Linked DNA regions of Hordeum vulgare: region 1 is linked to region 2. Evidence: chromatin contacts called from public Hi-C data. All regions are on one chromosome and are shown on one strand. The core of a region is the stretch at or near the end of the contact, and the rest is flanking DNA. Distances in the headings are between cores, read along the strand shown.

Region 1 (5,167 bases), core at 1,325-3,824, 86 kb before region 2:
TCTGTTCGCGCTTCCAAATTTGTTTGGGGTTTTTCAAATTTGTTCTCAGTTTCAAAATTTGTTCTCAAGATTCAAAACATATTCGTTCTTTAAAAAATTCTACACGCTTCTAAATTTGTTCACGTTTTTTCAAAATTGTTCTCCGTTTCAAAATTAATTCTCAAAATTCGAAAATCTTCATGCTTTAAATTTTGTTAGCGCTTTCAAATTTGTTTGGGGTTTTCAAAATTGTTCTCCTTTTTAAATTTTTGTTCTCAAGATTGAAAAAATGTTTGTGCTTTAAAAAATTGTTCGTGCTTCCAATTTGTTTCACATTTTTATAAAATAGTCTTCAGTTTCAAAATTTGTTTTCAAAATTCAAAAAATGTATGTGCTTTAATTTTTTCTAAATTGTTCCCGTTTTCAATTTTTTTTCCTCATGATACAAGAAATATTCGTGCTTTTAAATTTGTTCATGTTGTTTAAAAATATTTTTTGGTTACATTTTTTTCTCAAAATTCAGAAAATCTTCGCGCTTTAGAAATTCGGTTGGGTTTTGTCAAAATTGATCCTGTTTTCAAAAAATTGTTTTCAAGATTCAAAAAATGTTGGTGCTTTAAAAAACTGTTCAACCTTCCAAATTCATTCACGTTTTTTTGAAAATTGTTCTCGGTTTCAGAATTTGTTCTGAAAATTCAAAAAATGTTTGTGTTTTAAATTTTGTTCACGCTTTCAAATTTATTCGGTGTTTTTCAAAATTATGTTCTCAAGATTGATAAAATTTTCATGCTTTAAAAAATTGTCCGCGCTTTGAAATTTGTTTATCTTGTTTTAAATTGTTCTCGGTTTCAAAGTTTGTTATCAAAATTCAAAAAATGTAGTGCTTTAAAAATTTGTTTGGGGTTTTTCAGAAGTGTTCTCCTTTTCAAAATTTTGTTTTGAAGATTCAAAAAATGTTAGTGCTTTCAAAATTATTTGGGCTTTAGAAATTCTTCGTGCTTCCAAATTTGTTCATGTTTTCTAAAATTGTTTCCAATATTTAAATTTGTTCTCAAAATTCATAAAACGTTTGTGCTTTGAAACTTTGTTCGCGCTTTCCAATTTGATTGGGGTTTTTTTAAATTGTTCTTCTTTTTAAAATTTTGTTTTCAAGATTCATAAAATGTTCGTGCTTTAAAAAAATGGTCGCGCTTCCAAATTGATTGACGGTTTTTAAAAACAATTATTCGAATTTGGAAGATGTTTTTCTTTAAAAAATAGAAAAGGAAAAAAGGAAAGAAAAAACGAACCAAAAAATAGAAAAAACAGAGAAGAATAAAGGTTACAGAAATAGAACTTGGCCGGCCCAGTCGGGGCTCCCCCTGGCTCCCTGTTGCTCATAGCGGTAGGTAGGAGCTCCCGTCTCACGCTCCTACCATGTCTAATTTCGCTTTTGAATCATTTCTTGTTGTTGGATCTTTGTTCTAGTTCTAGTTTACTACGACCACATGCACACGTTTTATAAAACACCATCATCATAATGTTATAGGGTTATAAGTTCTAGCAACTCAAATATTGAGTGTCAGGATTCAAAGGAGAAAAATCATTTACGAAAAGGCAGTTTGGCACTAGTATTTACCTTAGAGAATGTTGAATTGGACACCTTGGATGTGGAAACTGTGGAGCTCGCTGACGGTCAATTTAGGAAGAAGTGGACTTGTTTCCCGGAAATTCCTATTCGCCGCTTTCTGTGTCTAAATGTCGAGGCTTCGCACAGGGACTCCCAGGCTGCGTTTGGTAATGGCCCGACGCATTTACATGATAACAGCTTCGGTTTTGGGAACCTTCTAGAGGTTTCCAGCCGATTTTTTCTGGTTTTAGGAACTTTCTAGAAGATTCCCTGAACCGGTTTTCCTTTTTTTGTTTTCTTTTTTCTTTATTCTTTTTTGTTTATTTTTTTATGTTTCTGTTTTAAAAATGTTCTGGATTTTTTAAAAATGTTCCGAAATTTGAAGAAATGTCTCGAAATTTCAGAAAATGTTTCGGAATTTTAAAAATATTCAGGAATTTAAGAAAATGTTCCAGAATTCAAAAAATGTTCCGAATTTGAAGAAATGTTTCTGAATTTTAAAAAATGTTCCGAGATTTGAAAAAAAGTTCCAAAATTTTAAAAAAAGTTCTGATATTTTTATTAAAATGTTTCGAATTTTTGAAAAGAAATGTTCTGAAATTTGAAAAAAGGTTCAAAAATTTAAATAAAGTTCCGGAATTTTAAATAATGTACCAAAGTTTGAAAAAATGTTTTGGATTTTGAAAAATGTTCGAGAAATTTAAATATGTTCAGGAATTTAATAAATGTTCCAGAATTCGAAAAAATATTCCGGATTTGAAAAAATGTTCGGGAATTTAAGAAAATATTGCAAATGTTGAAATAATGTTCCGAACTTTAAAAAAATTATTCTAATAATTTTACTGAAAATTTTCATATTTTTTAACTGCTGGTCGCTAACTTTTTTTGTGGTCTCCACAATTGCTACTCGTGGCTAACTTGGGCTGGCCTAGTTAGGGAGACCCACTGTGCGTCCGCTCGGCAGTTGCCACAACGAGCGGCCCATAGGAGGTCCCTTGTTTCCCCGGCCTTCAAGTCGCCTTAGTGCAAACACAGAACTTATTGGAGGGCTCCAGAGTGGACTCCACGATAGAGGAAAGCTCTCTGATTTTGAGGTTGCTGGGGAAGCCTTTAGGGGTCCGAAGCTTGGCATCGTGGTCCGGTTTGGGTTAACTGAATAGTGGGGGTAAACCGACTAGTGGGACTTTTTAACACACGAGGGTTTTGCAAAAAAAGAAAAAAAAAATCTGAAGCTTTTTAACACATAATACTATTCATTATTTCAGGCGTTGAATTTCATTTTTTATATAGGTCGCAATTCAAAGTATTTCATCCCGAATTTTTACACACGTGTACATTATATCCTTACATACATGCATATTTTTGCAGAATCTTTTTAAACCAAAATATTTGAATTTGATTTTTTTACAAAATCCTGCCTTCATGAAGCTCGGGAGCCAAAAGGCCCTATTCCAAGAAGTTTCTCTAAGTTATAGTATGGCATGTCAGACTTCAAGAAGAAAACAATTGGTGACAGACAATTTAACCAAAACAATGATTCAAAAAAGACACTATTGAATTGCTAAATTGTGTGGTATTACTGTAGTTTTAAACTACGACAAATATATCATTTCAAGAATCACTAATGGAGAACGGGTCTTTAGTCCCGGTTGAGAATCCTCTTTAGTCCCAGGTCGCCAACCGGGACCAAAGGGTTTGACCTTTAGTCCCGGTTGGCCATGCTCCGGGACGAATTTCCTTCCACGTTGCAGCGAGCATGCAACCGGGGGCGGATGACCTTTAGTCCGAGTTGCTTTCACCAACTACGATTAAAGAGTTTATTTTTGTTCGAATTAGGGTTTTAGGGTTTAGGATTTATAATTTATTTTTCCTTCTCATTTTGTGTTTTCCATTCAAGTTATTTTCATTTCAAACATATTTGACACTACTAGATACTATACACGTTGACGCATAATATAATTTCTCATACGTTCATATACGCGCGCATGCGCGCGCGCGCACACACACACACATATATATATATATTCTCCTATATAGTTTGGAGATCATTACACGTAATGATATTCTCCGCGGCAAGGTATGACCTTATTATGGAAAAATCTAGCAATTTTCTCTTGAATTGCTTGTATGCGGTATTTTGGTAGAAGCTTCTTCCGCATTTCATCAATTTTTAAACAAAGGAAATCAATATAAATATATTAGTTGTATATATATTAGATTATTATAAAAAATGCAAATAGTGTTTACATACATGACGTTATTGTTCATGAAAGCGCCTCGCCGTGTGAATATTCTCGCAAACGTAGTATGCGCATAAATTAGTCCCCCGTTGCTCGCTCATGCACTTTGCGAGAATATGATATAGTCAGTTAATAATCAAGCAAGATAATGATATTGAAACTGAAATTAAAAAGATGCGCGAACCTAGCTAGTACTACTTAATTAATTACCTTTTCCAGTTTCCAACTCAGCTTCAGATGCCATTCACCCTAACCTCTTTGATGAACTTTTTCCAAACCCTGTTCGACCAAGAAAATAAATAAATAAGCTATTAATTACTTGATATATCAAGAAATGAACGAAAGAGGCTGATATAGCTAGCGCGATGATGATTAAAATTACCTATCGAGCATTTTAATTTCGCTGACGTAATCTTCAGGATTTTTATTTAGTGAGATTTCGACTTCAATAATTCCAGCATCAAGTCTAATGTTTAGCAGGATCCAATGAAACCTGCGGCCGCTTATATAAGCACGCATGCAAAACTCATCAACTACACTTCACATCGAATAAGCATAATATAATTTATAGTACAAAACAGTAACACTCACTTGAAGTTGTAAGGCCATAGTATTTATGTGTCGGTATTTTGTTCCTTTTTAAACCTTAGCAAGTTCTTCTCTGAGTCTCCGGGGAAGTCTTCTATCAGCTTTTCAGTAAGGGTATATGGATCAATGAGCCCAATGGAATAGATTCCCTCTCTTTTGCATCCGAGAGTCTTCATTCTACATAATAACATAGAAAATGATATAGTGATGATAATTACAAGCAATGAAGGGACTAAGCTAGAGACTTTAATTACAGAAAGATATCACTTACAGACAATAGCAACTAACCATAGATTTGTTGAGTGCGTCTTGATTGTATAACTGAAACAATTCCTCAAACTCAATGGATATACCGTTTTCATAGAACTAATGCTCTTCCTTGACTTTCATCATGAGGTGCAATCACCCGTTGGCAACTGCTTCCATGTACCATTCATGCAATCTTCGCATACGTGTTGTTAGCTGTGGCATCTCCTCAGGTTTGACCAGAGGTTGCCCGATGACATATCACGATGCTACTTCAGCCACGAGGATATCCTCGATGCCTTAGAGTTGATTAAAACTTAGACTGATGTCTGTAGCAGCGTCGCTCATCACCATGAGCGGGGTGATCGATTGCACTGCCTGTTCTCCGAACTAGGGAACTGTTTTCCTGCTTTTTTGTACTATGTGTAGGTCTTGATTGCTGCATTTGTTTTTTATAGAATATCTTCACAAAGCGGTCATAGGCTGATGGCCTATTCACCACATG
Region 2 (6,019 bases), core at 2,267-4,766:
GAATAAAAGGGAAATCTTCTGGAGCGTCGGTCTCGGGCTGTCACAGGCTCGCATGGGCTCCAGCCTGCCGCAACCCCTTTAATCCTGGTTGATTTCACCAACAAGGACTAAAGGTCCCATTTGAACCGGGACTAAAGTCGGCTGTGCCCCCGTCCGCTCCTAGCCATTGAAACCGAGACTAATGCTCACATTAGTCCGGCGCCCAAATCCAACCGGGACTAAATGTCCGGACGAAAGGTATGTCTTCCACTAGTGAGTTATGATCTTGTACACCCCTCAAGAAAACAAAGTTATGTTCCCCTAAAATAAGATAAAAATAAAAGAAAGAAAGAAAGTTAAGTTCTTTTAAACATAGTCAGCACCTTCATCGGTGACATAGGAGTTGTTACATATCGAAGGTGGTGCCACAGAACAAGAAGATTAGTCCCAACAAATGATTTCCATGAGGGCTCTAGTGACACTTTCAGCGGCCAACTGAAGGCCATTTTGCAAAACATGGAATATAAGGCACACAACACTCCAATTCTTTAGAAGTGATGATAACATGCACCTTCTGATTATCCATGTCGTATGAGATTGTAATCTCCTCATCGGTAAGGAAAATCAAATTATAATCTGGATGAATCGCCAACATCACATTGGACTCATCTTTGCGGCAATGCCTTCTAAACAGTCCCAGAACATTAACCGTGTGCTTTAAGGTCCAGTTTCCTCTATCATAATCCTCAAGAACCCAAACTGAGAGTTGGCAATCAAGACTATTATTAATGTGCCAAGCATGCAAGCATCCCTGAGACAGTCCTATGGAGCATGCCATGTGTGGCAGTTTAATTTCCTTCCAAATCCCCCCCTCTATGTCCAATGTTACCATTGAAGAATTAAGAGTCTCAAAATGCACAGTGCCATTGAAGTAGATGAAATCGGCATAACCAGTCACTATAGTTCATCGTCCATCGTCATAACAATGGGACCCCACTCACTTTTCATGGAAGTCCATCGTCCGGTTTCCATGAATAGACCGCCAGTTCTCTGATTTGATTGAGTATAATTTGTGAGGGGCTCAACCACCACAAAGCTTGAGGGGTTAACTGCATCCAAACCTAGATAGAGCTCGGTTCGGATTAAAGGGTGATCATCCGCGGGGTCCGGGGATTCCATAGGAGGCAGCACAGTCCACTTCTCGGTCGCAGGATTGCACACGACATAATCATATTCGTCTTGCTGAGAGTATGGTTTCCAACATGCACAAACGAGAAGGCTACCACAACATTCTTCGGTGGTGATGCGTTGGTAGACCACACGCAAGAAAGAGAGATCACAGGAAGCGGAGGGCGCGGGGGCCATCGACGAAGTAGTAGAGGCTGGACAGGGTCCGTGGTGACATCCTATGCAGCACGTGGAGATCGGAGCAAAGAGCGAGCCATGGCTTGGACACACACTTGAAGCGGTCAGAGCGACCTGTAGCGCATCCGCGACAGGATCACGATGAGGAGAACATCTTGGATGGAAGATTGCTCGTGCTCCTTCTTCCTTTTCTTCTACAAAAAAGAAGACACTGTTCGTTCAGGACCCATTCTGTTTCTTGGATGGAAGATTGGAGGAAGGAAGAAGAATGGAACAGACCTGTGGAGCAATGAAGGGGAGCGGCACCGGCGAACGAGGCGGAGCGACCTCGTCGCGGCTACTGTGGACGGTGGCCGGCGAATGAGACAGAGCGACCTCGTCGCGGCTCCGTGCAGCCATCGCCTTCTCGTCCTGGCGGCATCGTCTCCTCGGTTCGCTGGGACTAGGGTTTGTCGTCAGCAATTGTTCGGTGCCTGATCGACAGAGAAGTGTGTGCTGTAGTAACATTTAGATGGGCTCCCTACAACGGCTCAACTCATCATGCTGACTGCACGTCACCTTTTTCCCCACAAAAAAAAGGACTGCACGTCACCTTTGGTTTGGGTTGCAAGTATAGTACGTAAAGAGAAGTGGCCTTTGCTATTGTAGATTTACAAGTTTTGACATGTCCTCCTTACAATAAAAAAGAATACAAATTGTAATGTTAATTTATGTCGAATATATTTCTCATGAACGATGCGGGGGCGACACGACAACAATATCTATCATATGACATACTCCCTTCGTTCGGAATTACTTGTCCCACAAATGTATAAAATTGAATATATCTAGAACTACTCCCTCTGTCACGGTTTAGAAGGCGCGGATGAAAATTCTCTAGTACCTAGGTGGTTATTGATTGGTTGTAAAATGAGTTAAAAAATAGCATTCACACTACACATGCATATAGAAGAAGTACAACGGAGTACTAATTAGCTGCTAGGAGTAAACGCAATACGCCGTAAACCTTGTCTATTCTGGAAATGCACGTAAATCTAACCGTGCCTTCTAAACCGTGACGGAGGTAGTAAAATACATCTAGATACATTCATTTCAATAACAAGTATTTTCGAACGAAGGGAGTATATCGTAAAAATTGTTGCATTCAACATTCATATGTGCATCATACCAGAAAATGAGTTGAATGAGGAGTTAATTGTAGAAGACATCATCATTGAAGGCTGGGTTGCAGGAACCATAGTTCTACACTTTTGTGCCCAAAACCAATAATTCCGAGCCTATTTTTTTGCAACAAAAAAAAATAGTTGTCGGTTTTGAGCCTTTTAATGATGATTATGACAAGTGGAGCCCGCAAAAGCTGGTGCGGCATAACGGAACAGCACAAACGGTGTATCTACATTCACATAGACAATCTTCGGGCAAAATAAAAAAACTCAATCGGGTCCTGCCCAAGCGAAACTCCAACACACCATGACAACATCATGGGGACCCGTCACTGGCGAGGTACGAACTCCGGAGCCTCGCCCGAAGGGGGAAGAGGGTGGCTTATGGCCTTCGGCAACAACATTGATGGCAGGAGAGAGCAGCAGCACCGGCGTCGGAGTGAGCAGCAGCGGTAGCAGAGCAAGCGGGAGAGAGCAACAACGGTGACGGCAAAGCGAGCAACAGCGGTAGCGGCACTAGCGGGACAGACCAACAGCGATAGCGAGAGAGAGCTTAGCGGGAGAGAGCAATGCCAGCATTAGCGGGAGAGAGCATCATCGGTGGCAGTGAGAGAGAGCGGCAACGCTGGTGGAAGGAGCAAGCAGCAGCGGCGCCAGCGGGAGAGAGCAACAGCGGCGGCGACGGAGCGAGCAGCAGTGGCAGCGGCACAAATGGGAGAGAGCAGCAGCGGCAGTGGCACCAACGGGAGAGAGCAGCATCGACAGTGGCACCAGCTGGAGAAAGCAACGCCGGCAGCAGCGGGAGAGAGCATCGGCGCCGATGGAAGGAGCGAGCAGCAGGGGCAACGAAAGCGACGCGAGCAAGCAGTGACGACACGACCAGGTGCGGGCGAGCAGAGGCGCTGGCGGCAAGGCGCGGGGGAGCAGAGGCGCCGACGGCCAAGCACGAGCACGGCGCGAGAACCTTATCCTCTCAGACCTTTTTACAATATAGTCCCTCAAATTTTGTTTTCTTTGTGATCCGTTATATCGTGCCACATTACCCTTTTCAGCGGGACCCATCTTTCATAATCATGCTTAAAACGAACAAATCGGGTGACTAGTGTTTTTCGCAAAAAAAACCCTCAAAATTAGTGGTTTTGGACACAAAAGTGTAGAACTGTGGTTCCTGCAACCCTAACCTTCAATGTCGATGTTTTGTACAATTAACTCGTTGAATGAGGGTGGATTGGAGTCGAAACAGATTGTCTCGGCCCTGTAGTGTGAATAAACACAATACAAGACTTAGGCTCGGCTTGGGCTGCTTGTTGCTCTATTCACTTGCGATGTATAGCATCATCCAGAAGCAGGAATTCAGAGGACAAAATAACCATACACAAGATCCTTGCAATAGCTCGCAAAGCAAATCATAGACAAGAATTAACTAGCAGCGCCAAGACTATGATATATATGAATCCAGCAATGCAGTACACACCAAACCAACGGCAGCAAGTAGGTCCCAAATTCTTGTCTAAGCAAATCAAATAGCTCGCAGAGCAAATAGTTCATAATCTGACCATTAACCACAACTTATTTAAGTGCCAAGCAATCAACCACTAAGGTCCAAATATATAGGTCTGAAATTCCAGAATACTGCATACGCAAAAGGCACATAAAGATAAGAGAATGACATCAGGCTCTGAAGATAGCCACAACCAGTAGGACATAAGGATTTCAATCTTTTAGGCATCAGCATTGCCAAAAGACACCACCACCATTTCACTAACTCTCCAAGTGATCCTACAAGAACAAGATAAACAAGTGCACATCATTTATCAATTGGAATTGATTTGCAGGCACGCTCTTTTCATACAATGTTAGCTTAGTTAAACCTATACAGAGAACACAATTGACAGCTGTTATCCAGTGCACGTACGGAAATTATCTTAGTGTAGCAGAACTCTTCATCAATATAATGCGTTGGAAATCTGAGTCAAGTCTATCATCTGATCCTAAAAAATCTAAATACGAGGATTTCATGCATCAAAAAGAGTACTCTCCAAATGTTAGCAATGTCGGAACTGCCACGAAAAGGTAAAGCGACTAAAAGATCATCTCATGTGCACTCATTGAATATTGGAAGATGCTCACAGGTTATAGTCATAGAAAACTAGCAGGTCAATCGAATCAACATTTACTATTCAACAAAAGTGCAGGTCCATCCATGTCCAATTATGCAAACCATCAACCTTCTGAATTTATAGCCTTCAGTCCACACATCGTTACCTGTTATGCTTTGGCATCAGATGCAGGCAGCTGTGTTGGGCCACCTCCAGCCTTCACATCACTTCCTTCCGAGCTTGGGGTAGACGAAGCTTGATCTTTTGAACAGAGACCATAAGAATTTACAGCTTATGTAAGTACTGCACCGAATTAAAGTACACAAATCCACTGCTGTTGTAGCTTCAGCTGTAAGCAGTGAACAGAATGTTGAGCCCAACATCAAGGAGTATACAAACATATGCTTATGACAACAGTAACACTGAAGGAGCAGAATTTTGAACGAAGCATCATTCGTAAAACATATCACAACAAACCATACTTGCATAAGGGTATGCTATATAATATGTCCACACTATCAGCGTACGAGTGTTTCAGCAATAGCACTACCGAATAGTATTAGACTTATATAAATATGGTTCAGTATCTTCGAGTCACAAAACAGAAATCATGTACAATAGGAATGGATAGCAGATTCCCACAACAATCCATTAATTAAATTCTAAAAATTGCGTATAACTGATCCAGGTCCAGGTTTCACACAATATTCATGGGCTCACCTTATCATGTAGCACCAAAGAAGGAGGCCACGCCATGACATAGGGATGGACAAGCTGGCAACAACCCTCATAGATCTTTTTCAGCTCCCCAGTTTGGAGACAAAATGATAGCAACAACCGAGGAACCTCAAAATAGGCATCATAAAATGTACGCAGGTACACGATTCCATCGATAACTTCGATAAGCCGGACAACGAAAAATTCATCGTCACCTTCTGAAAACTTAATAAACTGAGGGCTTGTTTTCAAGGGAAATGTCTGGTCCAGCATCCACCCCTCAGCAACCCCATTGTCATCATGTTCATCGCGTCTCCAGAAATAAATATCACGCGAGCTATCACCCCCAAAATCTAAGGAAACGATACAGGGCCTCCCATCCTTTGTATTGCCAATCACAAAATGGCACCCACGGCCTTGTTGCTCTGCCAAGAGGGGTGGCAGATCGATTTCAGTGAACTGGAGTGTCGCGGTGTTGAACACGGTCGCATATGGTCTCCGTGTGTGGGTCCAATAGACGGACCGGAAAGGTGTGATGGCACCCGGGAGTCGGGACACCCTGTTATCTCGTCCATCCATTGGGAATAAGATACGTGCAAGCCTCTGTCCAGATGCAGACGATTTGCAGCAACAACAGTTTAATTAGGCAGAACCGCGACAAGAGGAGAAGCATGCAGAACTAGGTTTGACAAGACT

The links. A called contact is a pair of places that touch in the nucleus more often than the background predicts.
Region 1: a contact with region 2 is called in a Hi-C map of leaf, with 6 times the contacts expected there. The contact joins two enhancer-like sites. A contact is called at or near these places in 3 of 6 Hi-C or Micro-C datasets (leaf and seedling).

Annotation. Positions count from the first base shown.
Region 1 is chr1H:13,318,213-13,323,379 of MorexV3_pseudomolecules_assembly, reverse strand. No RefSeq gene overlaps it. Among protein-coding and RNA genes, the nearest start is that of LOC123445865, 20 kb to the left of the region's middle. Within about 2 kb of position 2,574, at least 3 of the 3 cell types and tissues checked have open chromatin away from gene starts, as enhancers often do. A contact at or near this core is called in leaf, where this site is marked.
Region 2 is chr1H:13,232,503-13,238,521 of MorexV3_pseudomolecules_assembly, reverse strand. No RefSeq gene overlaps it. Among protein-coding and RNA genes, the nearest start is that of LOC123445670, 28 kb to the right of the region's middle. Within about 2 kb of position 3,516, at least 1 of the 3 cell types and tissues checked has open chromatin away from gene starts, as enhancers often do. A contact at or near this core is called in leaf, where this site is marked.